2 separate regions of the Hordeum vulgare genome follow, and region 2 is linked to region 1. Evidence: chromatin contacts called from public Hi-C data. All regions are on one chromosome and are shown on one strand. Each heading gives the region's core, a stretch centred on a gene start, on an enhancer-like site or on the middle of the called end of the contact. The rest is flanking DNA. Distances are from core to core; before and after follow the strand shown. Region 1 holds the start of LOC123412667. Region 2 holds the start of LOC123411674.

Region 1 (7,657 bases), core at 3,225-5,724:
AAGCCACATATTTTCTTTTTTGTGTAGCTCTGATTTTAATGTATTTCACCATGAAATTTACACACATGTACTGTATATTACATCTCTGGGTTTTTTCAGAACTTTTTGAAACATAAAAGTATCATTTTTGGATTGTCAAAATTCGGGCTCCATGGAGTTCGAGTTCCATTTAGCATTTTCGTCTCGCATGATCCGGTTGCTGGTGCCTGCATTCTGAATTTCTAATGCATTAACTCAGGTCAACTGAGCACGAATGGGTCAGGTGTTTACACATCCTTGCTTGCCAAACTGTCTTGTGATATTTGTGCAAGTGATTTTTTTATGTGTTTAACACTTAAAAATGATGAAGACTGCTCTTAGTCTTCGAATCATGCAACTGTAGAACAACCATACGTGGCTCCAAACCCTCTGCACCTGCCACATCCACTGGATTCAGGTGTACACCTGACATTGAGTCCAAATATGCCCAAGGCAAGAATTTAAGTTTTTGCCAATATGCTCGAACATACTAGCTAAGTTTGAGGGATTTAGAATAATCCAGTACATCAAACATCAAGTAGACTACAAATCTAGAAATGGGGAGGATTAGGGCAGAGCAGAGATGACAATCTACGACTAGAAACTAAGAATAGGAAAAAACTAAAAATAAAAGAGAAGCCACACACCATAAAAACTCCGGGTTCCCCTCCTTTCTCTTTGCATTACATAAAAACAATAAATCAAATCAAGGGACAATAGGGAAACTGAAGGAACATTGCATCCACTCCTCACATGAACAGAGCCACAGACACACTGATAATCAAGGTGTTGACATTGCAGCAAACTGTGCCTGATTCCTCGCGTGCTCCTGTGTTTGGGAATTTTCTTGGGCACCTGGACTCCTTTGCTGAGGAATGACAGCGCTATGAGAACGCGAACATAACAATGCCAGCATTATATGGATTGCAACGTAGGCCAAGACGGCGATGATCAGCGCGGCGACATACATAGATGTCTTCCACCCCCTGCTGGATCCTGCTGCGTATGCCACTAGCAGGGCGAGCAAATCCAGCACAATCGTTGTGTTCATGACCATGAGCGACCATTCTTTATTCTTATTCAGCCACTGCGGCAGCAACATGACGATGACAAGAATGGACGCCACAAAGGAGGTGGAGTTGCTGTAGAAGAAGGCGAGGTACCGGGGCCTCCTGTTGTCATGCATGATCGGGTTGCCTGCGTCATACCAACTGCTGTCGTGCTGCCAAGCTCCCCCAGGCGGATCTAGACCAGCCTGGTAGGTGACACTTGCCACAAGGATTCCAAGCAGCATCAGATATTTGCGCTTGGCATGCTTTGTCTTTCCTTTTTTGTCAGCATTCTCTTGCTTCAGTTCATTGACGGTGTCTTTCTTATCCAAGAACACTAGGAACAGTACAGCTATGACAAAGAGGACCACAGCCCCCAATACAAAGATGTAGATGGATGTTTTCAGATGCTGGGTGCTTCCGGCAGCATAGGCCCCTATCAGACCAAACATGCCCGCCGCCGTGCAAACAGCGAGCGCATAGCTTCGTATTGCTGGCCTGTATAAATGGGGGTTCACGAGCAATATAATGAGGGCGATGGACAGCATGAAGCTCACCGTATTGCAGTAGAAGAAGGCTCTGTAGCGGCGGGGAAAGTTGTACAAGAGGACTGGGTCCCCTGCCTGGTGCCCGCTTGATCCATCATCCTGAAGCCGGAAGCCGCCAGGAGGTGTCAACCCAGCTTGGTAAGTGATGGTCGCGACCAATACTGCGAAAAGGAGCAACCGCTTGCGCCTCTTCTCCATGGACTCAATTTCCTCAGCAGTGGCTTCGGCGTGGTTCAGTGTAAAGAAGACAACATGGATCACCACATAGACCAGGACGGCGCCTGCCAATGCCATGGCGTAAATTGAGGTGGTCAAGTCCCGGGAGCTTCCCGCAGCATATGCTCCGATGAGGCCAAACAAGTCCAGTATCATGGCTGCCTGGAGCACATGGGTCTGGAGCATAACCTTGTTTTGGACCAGGATGATGGCCACCAAGGAGGCTACGAAGGCGACGGAATTGCAGTAGTAGAACGCCTTGTACCGTTTAGCGTTCACCGTGAGGAGGATGGGGTCACCAGCCATGTGGCCGTCCCGATTATCGGGCCAGACGCCACCGGGTGGATCCAGCCCCGCTTGGTAAGTGATGGTTGCAGCAAGAGTGGCTAGCAACAGTACAAGGGAGCGAGCCTGCTCCGCTGCGATCCTATGTAATTGGAGGAGCAAAAGAGGTTATTTAAAGCCAATGATTTGCAGAGGATGAAGAATAAGAAAAGGGATGTGCTCCTCCTAGTACCTGCTGTCATTAGCCACCGGACCTGGAGCTATTGTTATTGCTTTTAGCAACCTCCCTGACACCCAACGATAGAAGCTTTTAATTTTGTTCCAGAAACTGGTATCCCTTGCAGCTTTTATGGTATTTTGAAGGAATGCAGCTTGAAGCAATGCCATGAATGCCAGGACGGCAATAACCAGGCTGCCCACATAGAAGTTGGTGTCGGTCTCCCTGCAGCTGCCGGCCGTGTATGAGACGATGAGGCTGATCAGCGCCACGGCGATGAGCTTGTATGCCTTAGTCATGGGAGGGTTTCTGTCCAGTAGCACCACGATGATGAGGAGCGATGCGATGAACGCGAGGGTGTTGAAGCACAAGAACACCGTCAGGCGCTTGCCATGGCTGTCCTTGAGGATCGCGTCGCCAGGGCGGTGGCCGTTCTCGGTGTTATCCCAGAAGCCGCCCGGCGTGCTCATCCCAGCCACGTACGTCACGCTCACCGCAAATGTCGCGAGCAGCATCAGTACCTTTCGAAGCCGTTTCTCGTGCGGTAAGTCGATGTGGATGTCCTTGTCGCCTGTCAATGAGGCCAGCACCATCTGGAGAGTGAGGTAGGCGATGGCCGCAGCCACCAGCACTGAGGTGAAGATGGTGGTGGGCTTGTCGCGGCAGGTCCCGGCAGCATAGGCTCCCATGATGCTCAGCAGGTCCACCACCATGACCGCCTGCAGGGGCATGAGTTGGAGCTGCTTCTTCAGGAGTGTGAGGAAGAGGACGAGGACGATGACCACAAGCGACGAGGCAAACGCGGTGGCGTTGCAGTAGAAGAACACGAGATACCGGACGTAGCTGGTGGTCTGGAGAATGGAGTCGCCGGCGAGTTGGTCCGAGGCGGCGACAGTCTCCTGCCAGACGCCCCCCGGCGGGTTGAACCCCGCGGTATACGTCACCGTGGCCACCAGCGTTGCCAGCAGCAGGATGTACTTGCTCAGGTCCAGCATGAGCTCGTTTGCAGGTGGAGGAGGCTGAGGATCCTGGGGCTGTCTGTTTCCATTTGTTAGATTGGTGGCAGAAGGTGGAGGATCCGGCTCGGGGCCGTCAATTGTGATCTCGGTTGGGCTGTTCTGGCGTGCTAGCTCGGCCACCATTTGCAAAGAAAAATGGTGCCTCAAGGTTCAACTTCAAGACCTGAATCTGTCTCCGGTATATAGCTGAGCCGGCAAGATTGCTCGTCAGCATGACAAGCTGGTATAACGTCATAAATAAATATAGAGGAGGAAAGCAAAAGAAAGACGGCATTGCAGCCAAATATATCGTTATGCATAGCGTCGTCGGATCGGCATCCGACGGACATCGTTCATCTTCTCGAGGAGATCACCTCCTGCATTATTTATTTATTTGTGTTATAAGGTTGGTGGCTGCCAGCACAGGCCGGAGACTGACTAGTGGTAATGGTGTTGTCGCCGGTCCCTGCTTCATCAGTAATGGGGCGTGGGGAAGATGGTGACACGCCACGAGGGGTGGTGAAGACACCGGATGTTGAATCCAAATAAGGTACACCCATTCGATAAACTGTGTTTTTGTGTAGTAACTTTCTTGTGGTTTTGTACACAGGCAGTTTACTGGAAAAAGCTAGAGCGTTAGTACTCAGTTAGTCAGAAAAACAGCACATGAAGCAGGGTATGAGTCGCATTTCTCGACGGTGCTGTTTGTTCCCGAGGGATATGATGCACCTGAACCTGATACCTCAAGACCAGGGTTCAAGTCCTTTCCAGTTTGAATCTATGCGCATGTTTCAGCTCTCAACGACAAGCACCCTGTGCAATACATATTCGTAAATTGGGAATAGCATGGCTGGACTGTCTACATTGCACCGTACTGGGACAAAACGTATTCCCTCCGTCCCAAAATAATTGTCTCAAGTTTAGTATAAAGTTAATATAACCTTGAGACATTTATTTTGGAACGGAGAAAGTAATTGCTTTTCATGTCTCTATGGTCGTGTTTGGTTGCCTGCAGACCTCTTTACATTTGTTGCTCCGTAGAGCCCGGCAGAGGTAATATAGGTTTTAAGCCATGTTTTGCACTTGTGTGGCTGCTTGTATTGCATCACGAGGTCGTTTGATACATGACATTTGGTTGGATGCGCTTACGGCTTCTTTGGATCATAGGATTAGAAAACACCGGAATTAGAGAAACAGAGGAATTTGACATGGTTGCAGGTACAAAACAGAGAAAAGCTACATGAATCGTCGTTTGGATGGAACATAGGAAAAGTGCTTCGATCCTACGCGAATTACTGTAAAAAGGAGGTTAGAGTGAATGTTGAAATTCCTATAGGATTGAGGCGTGGGAATGCAATCCATAGGAATTTTGGAAGTGTCATCCAAAGGGCTTCCTTAGGAAAAAAAATCCAATTGATTGGAATCCTTCAATCCAAAGAGGCCCTTAAGGGTTATGGTTGTGAAGATGTGAAAACATGTTGTTTGTTTACTCCTGGCCTATATTGTGGTCAGTGGTCACCCCTTCTCACTAGTGGTGATCTTACCAGACAATGTCAAATAATCATCATGCAGTACGGGATTGACACTGTTTCACTCCTAGCTACTAAATAAATTCGTTGTAGGTACTAAGAAATGGCAGTACAAATTAACAAACATATGGCTCAGTGGAGAATGTTTCATCAATAGCGATGAAGTGTGTGTGTGGGGGTGGGGGGGGGGGGGGGAGGTGTCTTCTTCTTCTTCTTCTTCTTCATCAGATCCTTGTGTTATCTTTGGTAGCCCACATTGCCTCAGCCCGCTTCAACCTTTTGCTCTTTCATGATTCATTATCATATGCCTTGACACCACGACAAGACTCAACATCATCAACAATCACATCTTCTCATCGAGATACCACTCCACAATCCAGTTATGAAGCACACAAAAGCTTAACTTGGATGTAGAAAGGGTGGAATTGCCTGTCATCAATGATCTTAAATCCATTTTTCAAAGAACCAACTGCTCTCTGATACTTGTGATCTACATTGGGTTTTTTCCGAAGAGGAGGGGATGATGCAGCATAGTATAGATAAGTATTTTCTTCAGTGAGAACCAAGGTTATCGAACCAATAGGAGGATCACACAACATCCGTCTTCAACACGTATACACAAAATAGCAAACACTTGCATTCAACGTAGTCAGGAGGGTTGTCAATCCCCTTGAACTCGTTACTTGCAAGCAGATAAGTAGTGTAGATGATAGTTGGATAAATATAAATTGCAAAATAAATTGAAAGTAAATAAAGGCAGCGAGGAAATAGTTGCATTTGTAAATTTATATGTGAATAGACCCGGGGCCCATAGTGTTCTCTAGCGGCATCTCTCTCGAAAAAGGCAGACGATGGGTAAAGAAATTACTATTGGGCAACTGATAGAAAAGCGCATAGTTATGCAATATTTATTCACAACAATGATCATGTGTACATATGCATCACGTCCATAAGCAAGTAGATTGACTCCTGCCTGCATCTACTACTATTGCTCCATCCATCGACCGCTATCGAGCATGCATCTAGAGTATTATGTAAAACAGAGTAATGCTTGGAGAATAATGACATTATGTAGACAAAGAAAATTGAATTAATATGAATCAACCACATTGTTTTATCCTTAGTGGAAGCAATACAAATACGTGTCATGTCCTTTCTGTCACTGGGATTGAGCACCGCATGACTGAACCCACTACAACACACCCCTCTCACTAAAGATAGAACAATTTAGTTGGCCAAACCAAATCAATAGATCGGAGAAATTTACGAAGTTATAATAATCATGCAAATAAGGATCAAATAGTAATTCAAAGAAGACTCAAATCTTTATCATGAATAATCTGAACATAAACCCACAATTCACCGGATCCCGCCACACGCACCGCACAAAGTGATTACATTGAATAGATCATCACGAAGATGTGATGAACTTTATATTGAAGAACATAGGAGAGAGAGCATCTAGATACTAGCTATGAATTCATAGGTATGTGGTGAACTACTCGCGCATCACCATGGGAGCAACAAGGTTGATGTAGTTGCCCTCCGTAATCGACCCCCCCTCTGACATGGTACCAAAACAGGGGTTCGGATGGGCACACAACGGAACAGAGATTTGCGTAGATGTTTTTTTTTCCGGAGCTTCCTTAGGGCTTTTGAAATATACGAGAATCTATAAGCCAGAGAACAAGGTCGCAAGTGTCGAGGGGGCCCCACAGCTAATAGGCCATGGCAAGCCCCCCTGGGCATGCCCTGTTGTCTTGTGGGGCCCTCGTGCAGCCTCCCGTCTTCCCCCGAAGCTTCCAGCTCCTCTTTTCGTCCATAAAAAATATCAAAAAGATTTATGCTATTTGGACTCTGTCTGGTACTGTAATCCTGAAAAACCAAAAACATGTAGAAATATCAACTGGCAATTGTCATTGGGTTAATAGGTTAGTGCTAAAAAATAATATGAATCAGCAAATAAATGTCCAAAAAGTATCCTAGAATGATAATATTATAGCATGAAATAATCAAAAGTTATAGATACATTGGAGACGTGTCAGCATCCCCAATCTTAATTCTCGCCCGTCCTCGAGTTGGTAAATGATAAAAACAGAGTTTTCGATGTGACATGCTACCCAACATGTAATCTTTTGCATGTATGATCATTGAGAAACGATGAATTAACAAACATCAACATAGTAATATCCGTGAACATAAGCAACATAATCACCAATGTTCAAAATATACGATCCTTAAAGAATGCCCCCATTCATTTTCTCATATTAGCATGGCATGACCCCGTCTTTACCACATAAATGCAAATGTCAAGCATCACAGTGTTAAGTCAGGAAATTGGATCGTACTTTTTAACGCGCTTGAGCTTTTATTACTCACTTAATACATGAGCGTGAACCATGGACATAGCATGGATGTGGAATAGAATATGGTGGTGGATTTCAAAGGGGTAAAAGTGGAGAAGAAAGTCTCGCATCAACTAGGCATATTAACGAGCTATAGAGATGCCCATCAATAGATATCAATGCGAGGAGTGGGGATTGTCATTCAACGGATGCCCTAGAGCTATAAGTGTATGGAAGCTCGACCGAAGCTAAGTGGGTATGCATACAACTTTCTTGCTCATGAAGACCTCAGGCATTTGGGGAAACCCGTCATAGGAATATACAAGCCAAGTTCTATAATGAAAAATTGCCACCAGCATATGAAAGTGACAAAACATTAGACTCTCTATATGAAAAACATGATCCTCCTTTGAAGCACAAGTGTGAAAAAAGAGGTAGTAGCCCTTTCCCTT
Region 2 (7,657 bases), core at 3,312-5,811, 390 kb after region 1:
CGGAGGTGTCGTTCGTCCGGCACTAGATCGGAACGGATCGTGGGATGGATCGCAGGATGATTCGTGGGACGGTTCGAGGGACGTGAAGACGTTCCACTACATCAACCGCGTTTCTTAACGCTTCCTGCTGTGCGATCTACAAGGGTACATAGATCTAAATCTCCTCTCGTAGATGGACATCACCATGATAGGTCTTCGTGTGCGTAGGAATTTTTTTGTTCCCATGCAACGTTCCCCTACATTTCTATCAGTTGTCCAACGTTAATTTGTTTACCCATTGTATGTTTTCTTAGAGAGACAAGTCTCTAGCCAAAACTATGCTCCGGGTCTTCATTAATATTATTATAAAAACACTAAAAATATTATTTCCATTTACCTTCTATGATTTTATTTTATATTTATATTATCTATCTATCACTACTTAATACTTGCAAGTAACGAGTTCAAGGGGATTGATAATCCTTTTGTCTGTGTTGGGTACAAGTGTGTGCTCTTTGGTGTGTAGGTGATGAAAGACATTAATTTGCCTGGTTCTCCTATTTGTTCGATAACTTTAGTTTTCACTGAAGGAAATACTTATCTTAACTGTGTTGCATCTCTTGTCCTCTTTGGAGAAAATCCCAACGCAATTTACAAGTAATGGATTCTCACCACGAACACGCTCACATGAAGTTCTAACAAATAGGTGTATGTGGACAAAGGGGAGGCTTGCCAAAGGTGACACAGCCGAAGAAGAATATATGTACGACGAAGGTAGTCGTTCCCGGTCCAGTTCTTTGCGGTAGGCGAAGTAGTCGACAGAGGCGAGTCAACCATACGTTCGGCCAGGGACGGAGCCAGCATGCAAGCATGGGGGGGGGGCAAATTTGTTCATGAAGGGGGCAAAGTTCATATGAAGTGAACTTTTTTAGCCACAACAACTATTATCATAGTAGAAAAATCAATTTGGTTAGGGGGGTCTAGCCCCCCCTCGTCCCCCCTAGAATCGTCCCTGCGTTCGGCATCGCCGAAGGTGTTCGTTCGCCCTGCTCATGCCATATTCACACCATGGCCATGATTTGGCTTGCGCTCGGGTGCTCTCCTGCGGGGTGGATCTAGGGTTCCTCTCAATTTCGTGGGAGAGGGGAAAGAAGAAGTATATGGAGAGCACGCCTTGGCGTGGAAAGGGTGAGGCGCAGTTATGCGTGCTCAGCTGCCCTCGAGAGCGCACATGGTTGCGTTGGTGTGCGAGGGGCCCAGAGGTGGAAGAAAGCGGGGGGCTGGTGCTGTGTCGAGCCACTGCCATGTGGGGCCACCTAGGCCACGTGGGACGATTCGTTGAGTGGGTTGAGGGGAGCAAGGGTGAAAAAAGGTTCTAGAGGGAAGTTGGTGGGCTCCGGTCGTGGGCTATCTTCTCTTAGATTTTTAAATCTTTTCTATTTAGTAGTCTAAGTTTTCCAATGAGAATAATTAATTTGGTCGTTGTGCTCGGACTCTATTATGGAATTCTGACTACAAAATTCGCTTCATATGTTTAATGGAATGTATGTCTCTATTCTTTTCCCCTTTTCTTTTAAAGCCATAGGTGGGAGGAAAGGAAATAGATGGTTAGAAGGGGATTTAGGCCAAGATAGATATTTTCTGGACTAAGAAAAATATGAGGAATTTAATAAAAACGGTTTGTTTTTTTAGAGAAGTTTAAATTCAAATAAGCTGAATTTCATCAAGCCTATTTGGATTTGGAAACACATTTGAATGAACTCCAAATGAGCTAAAATTTTAGGATGTAACCCTACACATTTGATTGATTTATAGGCAAAAAATGAAAGATTTTTTTGGAAGTAAAACTGTAGCTCAATTTTCCAAATTCTATTAAAATAGAATTGAAAGTTAAGTTGGAGAAGGTAGGCATGAAACTTTATGAAAGTGATCAAGACTTGGAGTTGAAAATGAAATGAAAAATTGTAAAGAATAAAAGAAAAAAAGGAAAAGCACTCATACATAAGTATCCATACTTTAACTGATATTACAAAGAGGTCACTCAATGCAAGTATTAGGTTTGGGCTATTACAACAAGATCGGGCTGGCCAAGTCCCGATTGAGCAACCGATGTCCTTGCTAGCAAGGGCAAGGGCGGGCGACACATGCCGGAGTCCGCGCTCGGCCGTCACTGCAGCAAGACACGTTTGATTGTGCGAGGTGGAGCGGTTGCATCACGATCGTGCGGAGCGAACTGATCAAGGCTGCCGGGACTCTTGGGAGGCCGCTCGTCGCTAGAAGGGCAACAACAGTGGACCGGGCGATGAAGGAGGTGTCGATGGACTTAGAGCCCATTTATGAAGTCACTATCTGGTACCTCTTTTAGTTTAGTGTAGTTTTAGTTTAAATTTCGTTCAATTTAGTTGAAGATTGTTAGCATTTGTCATTTGGTTCTAAATAAATATATCAAAATCTGATAAATTTTTGTCGCCTTTTCGTGAAAGATTCATTTTCAAGTTGATCGGATTGGATGACCGTCACACTCATTCGTTGGACAGACATATCCATGGATGTTTGATACTTACTTTATCTTCGTTTATATGACGTACACGTAGTTATAAGTCATCGATTTGACTAACTAAATATGAATTATATACCATTAAAAATATACCATTTAATTCTTAAACAAGTGTAGTTTCTAAGCATATATTTTTCATTAGTTAAATTATCAACCAAGAATGGCGTGCATGTCAGTAGTTGGACTTGCACTTAGAGGTGGTCCCCACTGTCCACCAAGCCCGTCCAGGCAGAGCCCTCTTCTTGCATCACGCGTTGTCTGGCTGACTGCCGGGCCTCGCATCGCATCACTCGATGAACGTCATCAGAGACCGAGGGCGTGACATCGACCTCAATGACGTAGTATTCCATCTCGATTCTCGACTCGATCGGCGACTACACACACAAGACGGCTCCGGAAGTTCTCTCGCTGATGTTCCAACTGATCGCGCTGTCCGGCACCAGCGCAACCGCAGCATGTTTCCGACGGGCGACGCTGCCGCCGGGACGCCTCGGCGCAGGAGGTCGCCGGCCTGTTACGGAGTGGCTGGGCGGGCACACGGCAGGTGCTCGACGAAACGCGCCGGCAGCATAGCCCGGCAGGTGTTTGACGAAACGCGCCGGCAGCATGGCCCGGCAGGCGTTCGAGGTAACGCGCGAGTGTCCAGCAAAATGGCTATGGGGCGACCTTCCTGCCCAGCTCGCGGCAGCCGTGAACGCCTGCCGGCCCAGCTGCCCTGCTGCAGTACCCGAGACGCCTGCTACTGTGACAGGTATGCATGTGCCCAGCTGCTTGCTCTTATCCTCTTGCGTCTCATTGCACCTGCGCTGCATGATGGGGCTGCTTGGACATGGGTAGTATCTTTGATGCTTGTTTCGAGGCAACAAACATTAGTATTTTAGTTATCAAATGTGCAAAAGTTCAGACAAAGAGCACTCTCTCTTCTGCTTGCAGTGTGGAACTAGTGGGAAATGGATTTGCATTATCTTGAGCGGTTGGTGTTAGGACCCAGGCGACAGGCACGAAGACTTGGGGATTGGCAAGTCTTCGGGTGCGAGGATGCACGCATCTGGTGGCAGCTTGTTGTCTTGTCGTCCTGGCCGGACTTAAAAACATGCAGATCTCTGTCCCTCTAACAGCCTGGTACTTGAATGGCATTATATTAGCTTGCCATGCACGTGGCACTTAAATAAAGTAAATCTAGCACGATTCTCCCTAGATACTACACAGTCACAGTCACAGTCACAGAGCACTCCAAACAACCTCTGCGCAGCAGTATTAAGAAAACTAGAAAGAGGCAAGTCTTCAGATCAAAGTCAATTGAAAGAACAAAGACAAATCTGTATGTTCACACACCTGTTGAAAGTAAAGTTGTGAACCAAGGATTGCAAATTATGAAGATAATAAACTTTTCGTATATTCTCGAGGTTCAGTTAAGATGAAAAGGATAGATAGAAAGGGCAGAGGAAAGAGCTAGGAGGGAACAAGCAATGGACCCCTTAAAGAAACATATATGTTCAGATGGAAAGACATGAAGGATATCGACAGGCTTTCTTGGATGTTTGTGCAAGTTGTATCATGGCTTGCCAATAATACAAGGTAGTATTGCTATTGCTATTCGGTAGGCATGGGTGTAGTAAATATGCTGTAATCTGAGATTATCTGAACCCACCACCACATTTTTTCCCACATAAGTAAGTTGCGCTGCTCCGAAGTAGGTAGGAGTGTAGAAAATAACTAAATGCTTTTTCCGTTTCTAAATATAAGTCTTTCTAAATATTTCACTAGTAAACTACATATAAAACAAAATGAGTAAAATTAGACTTTAAAATATGTCTATATACATTCGTATATAATATTATAGTAAAATTTTTAAAAAAACTTATATTTAATAACGGAGAGAGTATGCTGCATGAAGCTGGACGAGTAGCCTGCAGAAAAGGACTGCCGCGCTTTTATGGCCACAACGGCGAAGCGTCGGCCATTTGAAACGGTCCACGTTTTTGTCCACATGGGATATTTGTGGGCTGGGACTGCGATTTGGCTTTCAAGTTTAGTTCTTTATCTTGTCCACTTCCCCCTTGCTGTGGGGTGGGACTGTGGACCAAGACTAGCGCCGTTTACCAGTTCATCTCAGTCTTGCCAACCCACATATAGGCTACAATCTTTAGAGAAAAGCCAGAGATTTGCAAAGGAATTTCAGAGCCATGGCGGATGCCGGAGAGCAGAACGCCAATGGCAGTGGCCCTGCAGCTGCAGGCAACACTCCCGTCCAGCAGCCGGCCAGCGCCGCCGAGGCCGAGCTCCTGTGGAAGCTGCGCAAGTACCTGGTGCTGATGGCCATCCTCGTGGCGGCCATCACGTTCCAGGCGGGGCTGGCCCCGCCGGGCGGCTTCTGGCAGGACAACGACGAGCACGGCCACGTCGCCAGCGACATCGTGATGAGGTACAGCTACCCCAGGCGGTACCATGTCTTCTTCTACTGCAACACGACGGCGTTCGGGGCCTCGCTCATGGTGCTCATACTGCTCCTGCTGAGGGAGCTGACCGGCAAGGTGGTCTGGCTCCGCGCGCTCCAGTTCGCCATGATTCTGGGCTTGCTGGGGCTCATGGGGGCCTACGCCGCTGGGAGCTGCAGGGAGGTGAGGACCTCTGTTTACATCTGGGTGTTACTAGTTGGCATCTTCGCCTATGTCACACTCCATGTGGTATTCTTCAAGCATCTGGCACCTAAGAAGCTGCAAGTTTTATTATCGGGTATTAGTGGAAGTTGGAAGAGAACTCTGGGGAACATTTTCATGCCATCAAAAACAGACATGGCAATAGATATGCAAGAGGCACCAGTCCGGATGGAAGTAGTGGACCTTGAAAGAAGTCGCAGCTCGGATCTCGTTCTTGCAGAAGAAGAGAAGAGAAAAAAGGCGGAAGAGGCTGCAAAGAAGAGAGAGGAAGAGGAAAATCTTGAAAGAAATCGCAGCTCCTTGCTGGTTCTTGCCACATTGGTAGCAACCGTGACATATGTCGCAGGGCTAACCCCTCCAGGTGGCTTCTGGTCTGAGGGTGATAATAACCACATTGCTGGTGATCCGGTGCTCCGAGACCATTATCCACGCCGATTCAAGGCCTTCTTGATCTGCAATGCCACTGCTTTTGCTGGATCCCTTGTCATCATCATCATGGTCCTCAGTCAAACAGCGGTGAATCATGTTGTCAAGTCAAATGCTCTGCGGTTGTGTGTGGTAGTTAGTCTCATTGGGCTTATGGGGGCATATGCTGCTGGAAGTTGCAGGGAGGTACATACATCTATCTATGTCTTTGCACTTGTTGGTGCAGTCTTGCTCTACCTCATCATTCAGTGTATTGAACCTGCTCTGCCTAAGTCAGCATATGTTGAAGACACCATCAAACGTGTAAAAGCGAAAAATAAAGAAATGGTTCAGAATCTGAGGACTTTCATCGGCAACTTGTTAGAACCTGCCATACCAGTGCAAGATCAGTCAGGCAACCGCACTCCAGTGACTGATGGTAAGGATGATTTCCAGAAGTTGCGCACATACCTTCTATTGCTTGGCATCCTTGCCGCCACAGTCACCTTCCAAGCTGGGATGAATCCACCAGGAGGCTTTTGGACAGATAACAGTGATGAGCATATTGCTGGTGATCCAATTTTGGAGGCCATCAGTCCCAAGCGCTACAAGGCATTCTTCTATTGCAATGCCACAGCATTTGTAGCCTCTTTGGCCATCATCATCCTACTCCAGAGCCAGTTGATTACCATTCATGCCATGAAGCGACATGTACTGCAAACAGCGATGACACTGGTGCTCTTTGGTCTTATGGGAGCCTACGTTGCTGGAAGCAGCAGGAAGTTCTCGACATCCATTTATGTGTTCGTCCTAGTCCTCCTGGTGTTCGCCTATGTTGTACTTCATATTCTATATGTACCTCCCAATCTCAAGATATGGTGGGAGAGCATAACAGGGGCTTCTGGACCTACGGATATTCCAGAAGACAAAGATTTGCGGAAGAGGCGGAAGTTTCTGATATTGCTCGCAATTCTAGCAGCTTCTATCACATACCAAACTGGTATAAGCCCACCAGGTGGCTTTTGGACTGATAAAAAAAATGGCCACCGAGCAGGTTACTCAGTGTTCCGTGACGAGTTCCGAGACCGCTATAGGGTGTTCTTCTACTTCAATGCTACAGCTTTCATGGCATCCCTGGCAGTAATTCTGTTGCTTGTTAACAAGAGGATATGCGACAAAGGTCTGAAGTGCTATGCGCTGCGTGCATGTGTACTGGTTGATCTGATCAGCCTCATTGGTGCTTTTGCTACCGGAAGCTGCAGAAAAGTGTCAACATCTTTCTATGTCATTCTCGTTGTTCTTGCAGTATTTGTCTATGTCATTGTTCAAGTCCTGGTTCTGAAATTTGCAAAAGAAAAGGTGAATTGCTTGCTGCTGGCACGGATGTTCAAGTTCAAAGCTGAGCCTTCTGAGCACGAAGATTCATCAACGAATCGCACGACAAGCATAGGTGATACTGATAGTAAGAGAACAGAGCACAAATGGCGCAAAGATTTGATGCTGATTGGAACTCTTGCAGTCACTGTCACATACCAAGCTGGTCTGCTTCCGCCTGGAGGAGTTTGGCCTGATGACAAGGATGGCCATTTTGCAGGTGACCCAATCCTCCATGATACCAACCTAACACGATACAAGGTATTCTTCTATTGCAACGCCACAGCATTCATGGCCTCAATGGTAATGGTCATCCTCCTACTGAACAACACAATAAGCAAGTACAAGAGATCTCTCTTTGCCATGAAAACAGCAATGGTATTGGACTTGCTTGGTTTACTTGGGGCATATGCCGCGGGCAGCTGCAGGAAGTTGAAGACATCTGTGTACATTTTTGCACTCGTCATTGCTGTGATCATCTACATCGTCATCCATGTCTTGTTGTCATTTGACGAATTGGGAAGCTTAGTGAAGGAGAAGGGGAAAAAGTGGGTGCAACGTTTGAAAAGGTTCTTCAATTGCAACGATTCAAGCAATGAACCATCTGATGGGGAACCAGGACAAAGTCGTCTGCCTGTGAAAGAGTAGTCTCGGTTGTGACATTTGTTGAGTCTATCATGAG

Evidence for each region. Hi-C and Micro-C count contacts between places; a contact is called where the count stands out from the background.
Region 2: a contact with region 1 is called in a Hi-C map of leaf, with 5 times the contacts expected there. The contact joins the promoter of LOC123411674 here to the promoter of LOC123412667 in region 1. A contact is called at or near these places in 4 of 6 Hi-C or Micro-C datasets (leaf and seedling) and 1 of 1 datasets of contacts at active chromatin or transcription factors (embryo).

Annotation. Positions count from the first base shown.
Region 1 is chr7H:130,510,598-130,518,254 of MorexV3_pseudomolecules_assembly, forward strand. It overlaps LOC123412667, which reads right to left and starts at 4,475. Exons shown (of 2, transcript XM_045105614.1): 1 at 2,349-4,475; 2 at 451-2,258. The coding sequence starts at 3,475. The coding sequence ends at 800.
Region 2 is chr7H:130,897,437-130,905,093 of MorexV3_pseudomolecules_assembly, forward strand. LOC123411674 reads left to right here and starts at 4,562. Exons shown (of 1, transcript XM_045104636.1): 1 at 4,562-7,657. The coding sequence starts at 4,723. The coding sequence ends at 7,623.